Linked DNA regions of Mus musculus: all the other regions are linked to region 2. Evidence: chromatin contacts called from public Hi-C and HiChIP or PLAC-seq data. All regions are on one chromosome and are shown on one strand. The core of a region is the stretch at or near the end of the contact, and the rest is flanking DNA. Distances in the headings are between cores, read along the strand shown.

Evidence for each region. A called contact is a pair of places that touch in the nucleus more often than the background predicts. HiChIP or PLAC-seq counts read pairs in DNA pulled down with a chosen protein or histone mark.
Region 1: a contact with region 2 is called in a Hi-C map of bone marrow-derived macrophages, with 17 read pairs. The contact joins two enhancer-like sites. A contact is called at or near these places in 7 of 39 promoter capture datasets (cranial neural crest, frontonasal cranial neural crest, liver and 4 more), 2 of 484 Hi-C or Micro-C datasets (bone marrow-derived macrophages and embryonic stem cells), 8 of 115 datasets of contacts at active chromatin or transcription factors (SST interneurons, VIP interneurons, bone marrow-derived macrophages and 5 more) and 1 of 9 other capture datasets (embryonic stem cells).
Region 3: a contact with region 2 is called in an H3K27ac HiChIP or PLAC-seq map of microglia, with 4 times the contacts expected there. The contact joins two enhancer-like sites. A contact is called at or near these places in 2 of 115 datasets of contacts at active chromatin or transcription factors (embryonic stem cells and microglia).

The regions. Positions count from the first base shown.
Region 1 is chr2:166,125,741-166,129,747 of GRCm38.p6, reverse strand. The region is part of intron 2 of Sulf2 (sulfatase 2); the gene reads left to right. Among named protein-coding and RNA genes, the nearest start is that of Gm52534, 7.5 kb to the right of the region's middle. Within about 2 kb of position 2,452, at least 15 of the 459 cell types and tissues checked have an H3K27ac peak or open chromatin away from gene starts, as enhancers often do. A contact at or near this core is called in bone marrow-derived macrophages, where this site is marked.
Region 2 is chr2:166,769,841-166,773,902 of GRCm38.p6, reverse strand. No RefSeq gene overlaps it. Among named protein-coding and RNA genes, the nearest start is that of Gm31117, 5.8 kb to the right of the region's middle. Within about 2 kb of position 2,257, at least 81 of the 459 cell types and tissues checked have an H3K27ac peak or open chromatin away from gene starts, as enhancers often do. A contact at or near this core is called in bone marrow-derived macrophages and microglia, where this site is marked.
Region 3 is chr2:165,832,583-165,836,290 of GRCm38.p6, reverse strand. Zmynd8 (zinc finger, MYND-type containing 8) reads left to right here. Exons shown (of 23, transcript NM_001363020.1): 9 at 1,324-1,401; 10 at 2,867-2,982. Among named protein-coding and RNA genes, the nearest start is that of Gm11465, 47 kb to the left of the region's middle. Within about 2 kb of position 2,235, at least 31 of the 459 cell types and tissues checked have an H3K27ac peak or open chromatin away from gene starts, as enhancers often do. A contact at or near this core is called in microglia, where this site is marked.

The DNA of each region.
Region 1 (4,007 bases), core at 1,203-3,702, 640 kb after region 2:
GAGTGTCCATGTTGATGCTTCACTGTCGCAAGTACTGTCATCAGCAGAATCTGCATATGTGCGTCATTGCTCACGAGAGTGAGTATTCTGAAATGTAAATTTCAGGGAGCCAGTCATTCGAGACAAGGACTTGCATATTCTGTGCTGTGACAGCTCCTGCCCACATCCCTGGGTGACAGAGATTGGTGCCCACCAACCGTTACCTCCTCGAGTGTCTTGTTGTGTCCTAAGCAAACAAAACTGAGCCTCTGTGAGGAGGGTGGGACGGGAAGTAGGTAGTTGGGGGCCTGACTGGCTTTTTATAAACCAGACAGACCCAGATCAATAATGCATGCGCCCAAAAAGCCCGGCACATTATCTCACAGTTGGCCACCACTGGCAAACCGAGGGTGGTCCTGAAAAATTCATCGGCTGCTATTTTCTGCTTGTCTGTGAGGCAGCTCCAGAGGGCCTCTGGCTGGAGGCCTCTCAACAGAGCTAATCTTGGGTTTCCTTCCAGTCCCAGGTGGGGACAGCTGTCCACACTCATCAGGACCCAGTGAGAAGGGCTCAATCTATCTCATGGTTGTTGGTTGTGGTCGTCTTGCCTTTTCGTTGCACCTGCAGTTCCCTGGTTGTCATTTGGAATCGTTGGGTGCTGGGTTCCCAGAGCACTAGTGACTGAGCACCTGGGTTGTCTGTCCACTTGCAGAGAGTGAGGACATCTCTAAAAATACACAGGAACACTAGCAGAACAGCAGCATGGGCTTATGTGTGACACCACAGTCCTGTCACAACGCTGCGCTGTGCCCAGGGAAGCCAAGGAAATGCTGGGTTCTGCCAGCACTGACCAAGTTAAGTGGATGCAGGCCAACTTCAGGGCATCTCCAGAGCTCAGCTGGCTTCTGAGAGAGCCCAGGGAGAGTCACACATAGCCTGGAGCAGATCTATTAGATAGGATTGTTCCATCATAAGTGTTAAAGGTCAGCTATGTGGCACTGTCAGATGGGCCATTAAGGTGGTGTGGGGACAGGTATCTCATCAGCTATGACAGCTCATGAATGAACCCAGGCATGGTTGTATATGTCTGTCACCCCAGCACTCAGGAGGTAGAGGCAAGAGGATCACAAGTTCCAGGCCAACCTGGAAGATAATGAGACTGTCTCAAAAAGAAAACAAAATCAGACAAGCATAGGTCTCGCCTCTCCTGGTTACAAGTGACTTCTTGTAACTCAGCCCAAGCAATGCTGGATGAACTGGAACCAGCAACTTACTGGGGATTGAAATGAGAAGTTCAAGCGTACTTGGAGTTTCAGGTGCGTTTAGATCCTTCTGCTCACCGGGGACCAAGCCCGAGTCCGCATCCGACCAAGAGGCACCATCCCAGCTTCCGTGTGTCTCGCCGTCCCCGGGTCTGTCTCTCTGTCTCTCCATCCTCGCTTCAGGCCGGGGCCCAGCCCGAGAGACATTGGCCCGGCCCGTGCATCCTCCCTGCCTACCCCGCTGTCTCTGTCTCCCTCCCTCTGTCCCAAGGCCTCCTCCAGATGTCACCGGTCTCTGTGTGACCTCATCTCTACCTTCTTCCAAGCTGGCTCTGCCTTCAGACAGCTTGCTAAGCACTTCTGTATAAAGGCCAGTGCAGCCAGCAGGGCCATTAGACAGCCCAGAAATCTCTAGCCTGGGATTGAGGTGAGCTGGGCAGGTTTCCCTCAAGGGAAACTGGACATTGGCTCTGGAGGACACAAGCAGCCGGGACTGTTAAGTTAGGGGGTGTTCAGCGTTTCCCCACACATCTGCTGCAGGATGATGAACCATGCGACCCTCACTTGCTCCGTCATCCTCATTCACTGAGCACTTGTTCTTAGAGAAGGGTAACTAGCAACAAAGTAACAAACTAGACAGAATCTTGACTGATGTGCAAAGAGCAACAAAGTAACAGAATCTTTACTGCAGCGCTGGGCGTCTAGCACAGCTGTGTGTCAATAACCAAGACAAAACACACAAACTAAAAGCTGGGCAGTGGCGGTCCACACCTGTAATCCCAGCACTTGCAGACGGAGGCAGGAAGATCTCTGCGTTCCGAGATAGCCTGGGCTACAGAGTCACTTCTAGGACCGCCTGAGCTACACAGAGAAACCCTGTCTCGGAAAATCAAAACAAGAAGAAGGAGGAGGAGGAGAGGAAAAAAAAAACTGCATATGACAGGGAAGGTGGTGAGAAAGGATCAGAAGTCAAGCAAAGAGGGAAGGGAGTTGTGGGGGTGGGGAGGTCGTGTGAAACTTTATCCATAATGATCTCATTGATAAAGGGGACACAGGATCAAGAAAGGCCAGGGAACTTATTAACAGGAATTCTAGGAAGCACATTCAAGCAGCAGTAATAGTTGGTGCAAAGGGCCAGAGGCATGCAGGCTGACAGAGTGGCAGCACTGTGACCCAGGGCACAGAAAATGGGAAGTCTGAGGCGTGCTGATGGTGATGTTCATCATGTGAGGGCTTGAGGCTGAACCAGGGAGAGGACTTGACTTTCTGGGGAGGGTGGATGTCAGGCATACATGGGTCAGAGAAGGGAAACAGTCTGACTTCCATTTCACTAGGTGGAGAAGAGGCTGACTGTACAGTGAGGCAGGTGCGGAGTCTACAGCTGTCCAGGCACAAGAGGAGCCCAGCCAGTGCTCTATTGCAGTGGTGCAGGCTCAGAGGCAAAGCTGGAAAGATGGGCAGATAGGTCACAAGTAAGACCTGTGGAGAACATCTCCAGGGACTGCAAAGCTGTGGGGGAAAGGTGATGGGGTTGCTCAGTGCCCCCAAGGGAGGAGCCACTCCACAGACAGCCATGGTGGAGTCTGAAGCTGAGGGTGAGCCTTGATTTCTGAGGTTCAGGCATGTAGTGGGGACAGTGGGACAAGGTACAGCTCCTAGGCTTTGTGCACCTTACTGGGTACACTTACTGGACACTGAGGCCTTCAGGACCCCAGCTCTGACGTCCACATCCTGCGCAAAGCAGACCCGGGAAAGGAGAACCCGGCAGCCCCATTTTCCACGTTCCATCTGGCAGATGAGGAGACTACACTCCCCTGCTGACCGGTAACCAAGGGATGGGTTGGAAACCCTCGGCTCTCACGGGGGCCAGATGGCAGGCAGCTAGGGAGATGCACCCAGATTCCAGGCAGCAGTTCAGGGCAGCTTCATCCACCGACATCCATTCTGAACATTCCAGCTGCCACTCACCAGCGAAATGAAGGCGTGTGGATGCAGGTTATCTCAGGAGTGGCCCATCCTGGGTTCAAACTGCCAAGTGCATTCCTGCGAGGGTTTTCTAGTTTTATTCGTCGACAAGGGTGTTGAGGGGCAGGTTCGTCTGAATTCTAGAAAGTGTGTCAGAATTAGGCTTGGCTGCTTGGGAAAATGAAACCTAGCATTGCTTCTTCGACACATAAAAATGTCTGGGGCCGGTGGTCCAGAATTGGAGTGGTAGTGTCAAGATGTCTCTAGCTTTCTACTCTGTCATCCCTTCTGTGTCACATCTGTCCTCGAGGCCACCTTGTGCTTCAGAACTGCCACGTACTTGGCAACAGGAAGCAAAGGTCAAAGGGCAAAAAAGGGATAAAACAGTAAATGAAGAGCAGCCCCTGAGGACCACGCCCCAGCAGTCACGTGGGATGTGGGCATTCTTACATAGTCACGTGATCTTGGGTTTGGCCAAGTCACAGAGGGTTTAGCGTCTTTGCTAGGGGTGAACGGGCTTGAAGAAAGCATACAGGGAGGCTGCTGTGCCCTCAGGTTAGTTACTGGAACCCGGATGCAGAGCCACCCGACACTGTCATACCCTCTGCCCACACACAGAGAGGAAGGAGGGGGAATTCAGATACAAGCCTCAATTTCCTTCTCTGATCTTCTGCCAGGACCTCCTGTGAGCCAAAACCAGTGGGTGCAGGAGTTTGTTGGTGCTGGCCACTCTCTGAGGATAAGGGTGCTGAGGTCAAATGTGATTGCTGGTGTCATACTTACTAGTCACAAGAGGGTCGG
Region 2 (4,062 bases), core at 1,008-3,507:
CGCTGTCACAGACCACGTTCTTCCTAAGGCCGGTCCCCGCCACTGTTCATGGGCACCATGGTCCTCAGTAGGCAGTCCCCCTCCCTGGAGAGAGTCCCTCTCCCCGGTCACAGCTGTCACTGACCACACTTGTTCCTTCCTCTTCTCTTCAAGTCCCTTTCAATTCCCACTGATTTCTTCTGGGAAGGCTTTCTTTCTGTTTCTAGGATGGCCGGCTCGGAGGATCCCTCCTCACGCCAGGCCCTCAGCAGGGAGCTGAGTGCAATTCCACAGCATCCCACCATCGCTGCAACGCCCCTGCAAGGGTCTGCAGAGGTGGAGACAGGTCAAGGCTCAGAGAGGGAGAGTGAATTCCCACAGCCACACAGCAGAGGGGTGCTGAAGTTAGAACTCAAACCCAGGGCTGTGTGACACTGCAGGAGACTGCAGGCTATCCCACCTTCCAGAAACCTTCCCATCTCTGAAATACATCCAGAAGATACAGAAAAAATGGCCGGCCCCATGTCCTTTACTGATCGTAGGACAATAACAAGACTCGCATCCTAGACCAGCTCAGGTTGAGACTCTGGGACTGTTTAGGAGAAAGGGATTCCTGCTGAAAGAGGCTGTGATTGCAGTTGAGGGAGGTTAGAGGAGCTGCCCGTCTCTGCATTAAGGGATGACTTGCCTCTGAGGGGCAGCTTGTGGGTACCGAAGAGGGAGAGGCCTTGCTGTCTGGCAGTGCAGGACCTGGCATCCATGAGAAAGATGCTTACCTTCTCCTGGAGGGCAGGGAAGCTTGAGAGATTTCTAGCTCAGCTCCAGAGCAATGGGAACAGCATGCTGCCTTCATAGACTGTAGGAAGGGAACAAAATCTTACCTGGCAGGCCTGTTCTGCTCAGGTCCTCAGGGGTGGCTGTGCTTGCTTCCCTCCCAGGGGATGTGAGGGTGGCAGTTCCAGGATGGCTACCCAGTCTGTGCAGAACAGAGTTGGTAGTAGAATCGGAGCTAAGCGTCTCAAAGTCATTCCTCCCCCAGCCTGGGGCACGGTGCCACCCAGAGTGAGTCTCAAAGAGTTCACGCAGAGGGACCCTGGAGCTGTTGGTCAGCCAGCTTTAATGGTAAACTGTTTATGGCAGCACAGTGGCCTTCATTACAATTGGCCTTTCCCCTCTCTGGTCCAAATTCCTAGTGCAGATTTACCATAAAAAAAACCCACAAAAGCATTCTGGCTGTTTGTACTTTATGACTTGCTATACTGTAGCTTATCCATCAGTTCGTTCCTTGGGAGTGTCTAGAGTGTCTTTGGTTTATGGCCATCACAAAGTCACTAAAAGCAGGGCACAAGTCGGTATGTTTCCCTGGATGACAGGAGGTGAAATAACCCAAAAGAGGGCCAGGTATTTGAATACAGTCTTGGCTACATTGCAAGTCAGAGATCAACCTGAGATACACGAGACACTGCTTGTTTGCTTGTTTGGTGGGTTTTGTTTTTGTATTTGTTTTTGTTTTGAGACAGGGTCTGACTACATAGCCTTGGCAGGCTTAGAACTCCATATGTAGACCAGATCTTTTAGAGATCTGCCTGCCTCTGCCTCCCGAATGCTGGGACTAAAAATGTGTGCTACCACGCTTGGCTGAGATACTGTCTTTAAAAAGAGGCAGGGCTGAGCCGGGCGTGGTGGCGCACGCCTTTGATCCCAGCACTCAGGAAGCAGAGGCAGGCGGATTTCTGAGGTCGAGGCCAGCCTGGTCTACAAAGTGAATTCCAGGATAGCCAGAGCTATACAGAGAAACCCTGTCTTGAAAAATCAAAAAAAAAAAAAAAAAAAAAAAAAAAAGAGGCAGGGCTGGAGAGGTGTCTCAGTAGCTAAGAGCACTGGCTGCTCTTCCAGAAGACCTGGGTTCAGTCCCCAACAAATGGTGGCTTGAAAATGTAACTTCAGTCCCAAGAGATCAGACACCTTCTTCCTACCTTCACAAGTATCAGATACACAAAGATATATATGTGCAGGCAAAACACCCATATGAAAAAAGTAGACCCCCAAAGTTTTTTTTTTTTTAAAGGAGGCAAGGAAGGGAAGGTGAGGTGGGGGAGGGAATATTACAACTGAATGGAAGTATAATTTTAATTTCATAAAACTGAAAATTTCCCTCCAAACGATGGTGTCAGCTTGCTGGAGCCTATGATTTTGTTTCCTGCTTGTCACTGGCGCGTGCTAACAGAAACTTCCGCAGTTTGGATTTCGCAACCTTCGAGGCTGAGGCATCTCGTGTGCTCTCAGCCATCTGCTTGTCCTCTCTGGGAGCTGCCTGGCTCTCTCTTCACATCCTGCCCTATCCTCCGGCACTTTGGGTTTTTGTAACCCGAACCCGAAGCTATGGCTTCCAACCCAGTGGCAGAACGCTGGCCCAGAATGCACCAGGCTCTTTATTCAATCCCACCTCCATCTCCCTTCAAAAAAGTCTGCAGTTAGTTCCTTATATGTTTGGGGCACTAATCCTCTGTCTGTATAAGATGCTGAATATTTCTCCAGTCCTGTCACTTTGTGATGTAGTTTTCTGGGTTTCTGATTGCTGTATGGGACGTCTTTATAAAACTTTTTGAGGAAGCAGCTATGGATAGAGCCTGGTGCTCTGCCACTGAGCCACTTCCCCAGCCCTATTTATAAAGCCCCCACCACCACCACCCCTGCTTTTAAGACAATATTTGATATGGCCTAGCCTGGGCTCGATATCACTAAGTAGCTAAGGTTGGCCCTGATCCCCATCCTCTTTCTTTCTTTCTTTCTTTCTTTCTTTCTTTCTTTCTTTCTTTCTTTCTTTCTTTCAAAGATTTATTATTATACATAAGTACACTGTAGCTGTCTTCAGATGCACCAGAAGAGGGCGTCAGATCTCATTCCGAGTGAGTCACCATGTGGTTGCTAGGATTTGAACTCAGTACCTTCAGAAGAGCAGTCAGTGCTCTTAACTACCGAGCCATCTCTCCAGCCCTTCCTCCCGCTTTCTATCACCACTTGTTGGGATACCGCAGATGCGTGCCACTGTACCTGGTTTTATGAGGTGTGTGGACTGAACTAAAGCTTTCTTTATGCATGCTAGGCAAAGCAGTCTATCCACTGAGCTACGCCCCGGCCCGGCCCTATTAAGATGATTCCTAACGACAGTCATCAGCACAGAGTTAGCATCAGACTGCAGCAACAGTGAGACTGTGTGCTGAGCTTTCTGCGTGCAAAGGCCTGGTTGAGGAATTGGTACAAACTGTGAGGACCTGTCAACAACTCCAGGATAGATGATCTTTGTGAAGCCGTGCATACCGTGGGGATTGAAATGGGTGCAATGATACACCGAGGAAAACACTAATAACATTTTAAATCAAGACTGTAGAATGTTTTCCACATGGTGTCCTGCCTCTCAGAAGAACTCAAAGATGGGATAATGGAGACATAAAAGGGCTAACATTCCAAAGGTCATACAGGCGATCAGTAATGGAGCTGGGACCTGAACTCAGGACATGTGCTCTAGAGCCTATGCTGTCTGTCATGTGACTTTGGATAAGTCACCTGCTTTCTCTCTGTTTTTCTAGCTCCTATTTCTTCTTTGATGTACTTCAGGAATGGTGGTTCCTGCTATATCTGTCACCAATGCTTCCGTTTTTGTTTGTTTGTTTGTTGTTTGTTTGTTTGTTTGTTTGTTTTTGAAAAGTCTGATAAGGTCCAATCTGGCATTTAACTCACGGTGTAGACAATGGTGACACTGACCCTCTTGGTTGTCCTGTTCCCATCTCCGAGAGCTGATTACAGGTGAGTGTTGCCACATCTGGCTTTCAGCCACATCTCATTTCTTGTCTACTCAGAGGTACCTGGCATCCATGTTTGGCCTCACAGTGGGATGCTCCATACCTAATGGATTTTGTAAACTGAAGGGTGCTGTGCACAGGGAGGAAGAACAATGCAATAATCAGCTGCATGGGTCTTGGGTTACAACCTGGCCCTGACATTCATTAGCTGAAAAACTTTTGGGTTGCTCGTTTAGCCTGTCTGGGCCTCAGTTCCCTCGCCTATAAAATGACCTGAAAA
Region 3 (3,708 bases), core at 986-3,485, 940 kb after region 2:
CTCTCCAGCCCATCTATGTAAATTTAAAAAGTATACGTCTGTGTGTATTTCCTGCAGGTGATCAGCAGACAGTAACATTTCACTGTCCTTTCTGGTTGTATTGCGTTGGCAGCAAGCCTTGACGCACCCCTCACTCTTATCCTTTGGAAGGAGGGGTACAGTGCTCCCTCCCACTTCAGTCCCTAGTTACACTAGCTCAGGCGGACGGATGTGGGCTGAGGAATGACGATGTAGCAGATCACCTGCTACATACATGGGCCCTGCATGGCATCAGGAGGCAAGGAGCAATGTGAGAGCGCCAATACCGGGAAAATAATAGCTGCTAAGTATGTTGAGGAGACACAGGCTTTAGAGATCCACTGCCCGGGTTCAATTCCCTGCCCTACCTCTCTCTGCCACAGGGGACCCTCAGTAGGATATTTGAATTTTTAGGGCTTCATCCCTTTCTGCAGTTAAAATGAGATGATCGTGGTCTGACCTTGTCCCACTGTGAGAAGTAAATAGACACTCAGGCGTGGAAGACGTAGGCTTGGTTGTGTTAAGGTGTCGTGACCGTAGATACCACAGGATATCTCAGTAGGGCTCAGTCTGTGGAGTTAGCTGCTGTGTGGATTCTGTGTGTGTGGTGCATCATCCTGGACCACCTATGAAGTGGTGCAGGCCCAGAGTCATGTGCGGCTTGTTTTCTGAAGCCTCTGGGCTTGTCCGGGGTAAACTTTGACTTTAGGTGAGACCATTGGTGGGTTCTAAGCTGTGCTGTCCACCTGTTTGAATATCATCTTAAAGGTGGGCAGGACAGCCATGGTGTGGCTGATGTCCTGGTTGTTATTAGTCAGTCAGCAAACTGAGTGTGTACTGTTGTGAACCTATGGTCTCAGCACTTGGGAGGCGGAGGCAGGAGACTCTCTTGGTCACTTTGAGGCCAGCCTGAGCTACCTGGCAAGATTCTGCCGCTCTCTGCCTGCCCTGTAATACAAAAGAAGAACTAGCCGGGCGTGGTGGTGCACGCCTTTAATCCCAGCACTCGGGAGGCAGAGGCAGGTGGATTTCTGAGTTCGAGGCCAGCCTGGTCTACAAAGTGAGTTCTAGGACAGCCAGAGCTATACAGAGAAACCCTGTCTTGAAAAACCAAAAACCAAAAAAACAGAAGAAGAACTAAAAGAAGAAAATCTGATCTTGAAATGAAAGTCCAAGCACGGAAAGGGGTCGGGGATTTAGTAGGGCTTCCAGATGGGGGACCCCCGGGAGCCCCACACTCTTAGTAGGGCTTCCAGATGGGAGGCCCCGGGGACCCCACACTCTAATGTATCTTTCTCTTTACAGATGAATGAAATCGAAGTCTGTCCAGAATGTTATCTTGCAGCTTGCCAAAAACGAGACAACTGGTTCTGTGAGCCCTGTGTAAGTTGGATCCCGTTCTTTGGTTTCACTTTTGGAAACTCTGGTGCCTTTGGTGGCTACACCGAGATGACCCTCTCCGGGGACTTACGAGACGAGACTGGGAAGCTCTAATGGAAGTTGTTCTGAAAAAGTCAGGGCGGAGGGGAACTGAGCAGGCTTTGGCGGCCTCTTGGGCGGAACCGTTTTGTTCCAGAATTAAGTGTCCTGGTAACTGGGTTGACTGTCGAGGGGGACTGTGACAATTGGGGTGCAGACCATAGGATGTGTCAGAACCGCAGCTGCAGCTTGCTGTGTCATTTGAAATAAAGTCTGGTTAGTTCCTGTTTTAAGACCCTAGATACACATCCCTGGGGGACTGTCTGTCTCTCCAGAGAGATCGTTGGTTTATGGAAGTGCAAAGCTATGTGGTAAACTCTTCTTCGACAGTGTTGGGCGTTGACCAAATCCAGTACGTTTTAAGCAATGGTTTCCAGCCTTCCCAATGCTGTGAGCCTTTGGTACAGTTCCTTTAGCCGTAAAAACGTTTTGCTGCTATCTCCTAACTGTAATTTTGCTGCCGTTATGGATCATAGAGTAAAATTATATTTTCCATTGACCTTAGGGGAGCCGAGACCCACAGGTTGAGAACCACTGGTCTCCAGAGTTGGGCATGGTGAGGTGGAGAGAGCGGTGGCGTGGAGGGTTCGAACAGGCAAGACCGGCTAAGTAAAGGATGGCTCAGGCCTCTCCTTGCCTCTGGAGATAAACACCAGTGGAGCTAAAGCTTGGGGGAGCCCCAGCACACAGTATGGCTCCTGCAGCTTCTTACTTTTGTGTAACTCCACATTTTGTACAAACTTAGCACAGAGTAGGTGGTGACTGTTTCTGCGGTGCCTAAGGAGGTGGACTTTTTGGGTCAGCCAGGACCCAAGCCTTATTCACTCTTTTAGCTTTCAGCTTCGCGCAGGCGCTGTTCAGGCTACACGCCTGCCGGGGGTCCCCTTGCTTGCCTGGCTCATGTCCTATTTTGCTTTCTAATTACTGTGATAAACACCCAGGCCTGCAGCAGCTTGGGGAGGCATGGGTAAATTTCATCTTCTAGCTTATATAGTCCTTTATCCAGGGAACTTAAGACAGGACCTGGAGGAGATCGGCTCACTCCGCCTTGCTTCTCAGGGCCTGCATAGCTTGCTTTGTAAATACACCCAGGACCACCTGCCCAGCAGCGGCTTGGACCCGCCCACAACAGATGTCAATCAAGGAAACGCCCTCCAGCTCTGTCTACAGGCCTGTCCGACGGAGGCTGTTTCTTACTTGAGGTTCCCTCTTCCCAGATGACTCTGCTTGTGCCAGGTTGACGGAAGCCTAATTAATCAGCACAGGGCTGTGCCCTCCCTGCCTCCCTGCGTTCAGGTTACCTTTCAGACTTGAATGTGTGTCTTGCTGCCAAATATAACGCCAACCCTGCCTTTTGTTGTTCTTCTAGAGCAATCCGCACCCTTTGGTCTGGGCAAAACTGAAAGGATTTCCATTCTGGCCAGCGAAAGCTCTGAGGGACAAAGACGGGCAGGTTGACGCCCGTTTCTTTGGACAACATGACAGGTGGGAGCTTAAAACAGGCTGTGCGTGGAACTTTGGAGAATGCCATCACAGAGTGAAGGTGGCGGAGGGGTACTGTGTTGTTCTTAAAAGCGAACTCTACCTTTATTTATTTATTTATTATATGTAAGTACGCTGTAGCTGTCTTCAGCCACTCCAGAAGAGAGCATCAGGTTTCATTACGGGTGGTGGTGAGCCACCATGTGGTCGCTGGGATTTGAACTCAGGACCTTTGGAAGAGCAGTCAGCGCTCTTAACCACTGAGCCATCTCACCAGCCCGAACTCTACCTTTTATCACTAGTGACTACGGCTATTGTTTTTATATATTGTCTTAGCAGCCTGTGACCTTGTTATTGCAAAATGTTTTCTGGTTGTCTGCCAAGCTTGGTGAGGGGGGGCTTCGTCCAGGTGTTTTGGAGGGTTAGCTTCAGGCGTGTTGGGAAAGAACCTCGCCTCCCTGGTTCTCTTGGTTGGATCTGGCTTCAGAAGGAGTTCCGTGGCTCTGTGGCCTGCTGTTTGATGTAGACTTATTTATCCCTTCTGTCTTCCTGGAGTAAATGAACACCTCTGTGCAAACCGCTTTTAAAAGTAATGCTTTCAGGACCCTGAGGTCGTTTCCCAGTTTGCCACTAAACGAAGCTCCTAGCATAAGATGGAGTACCTCCCCTCCTCATCCGCCTTCCTGTGTATCTAAACTGGGAAGTGACAGAGGGGATGATGTTTTGACA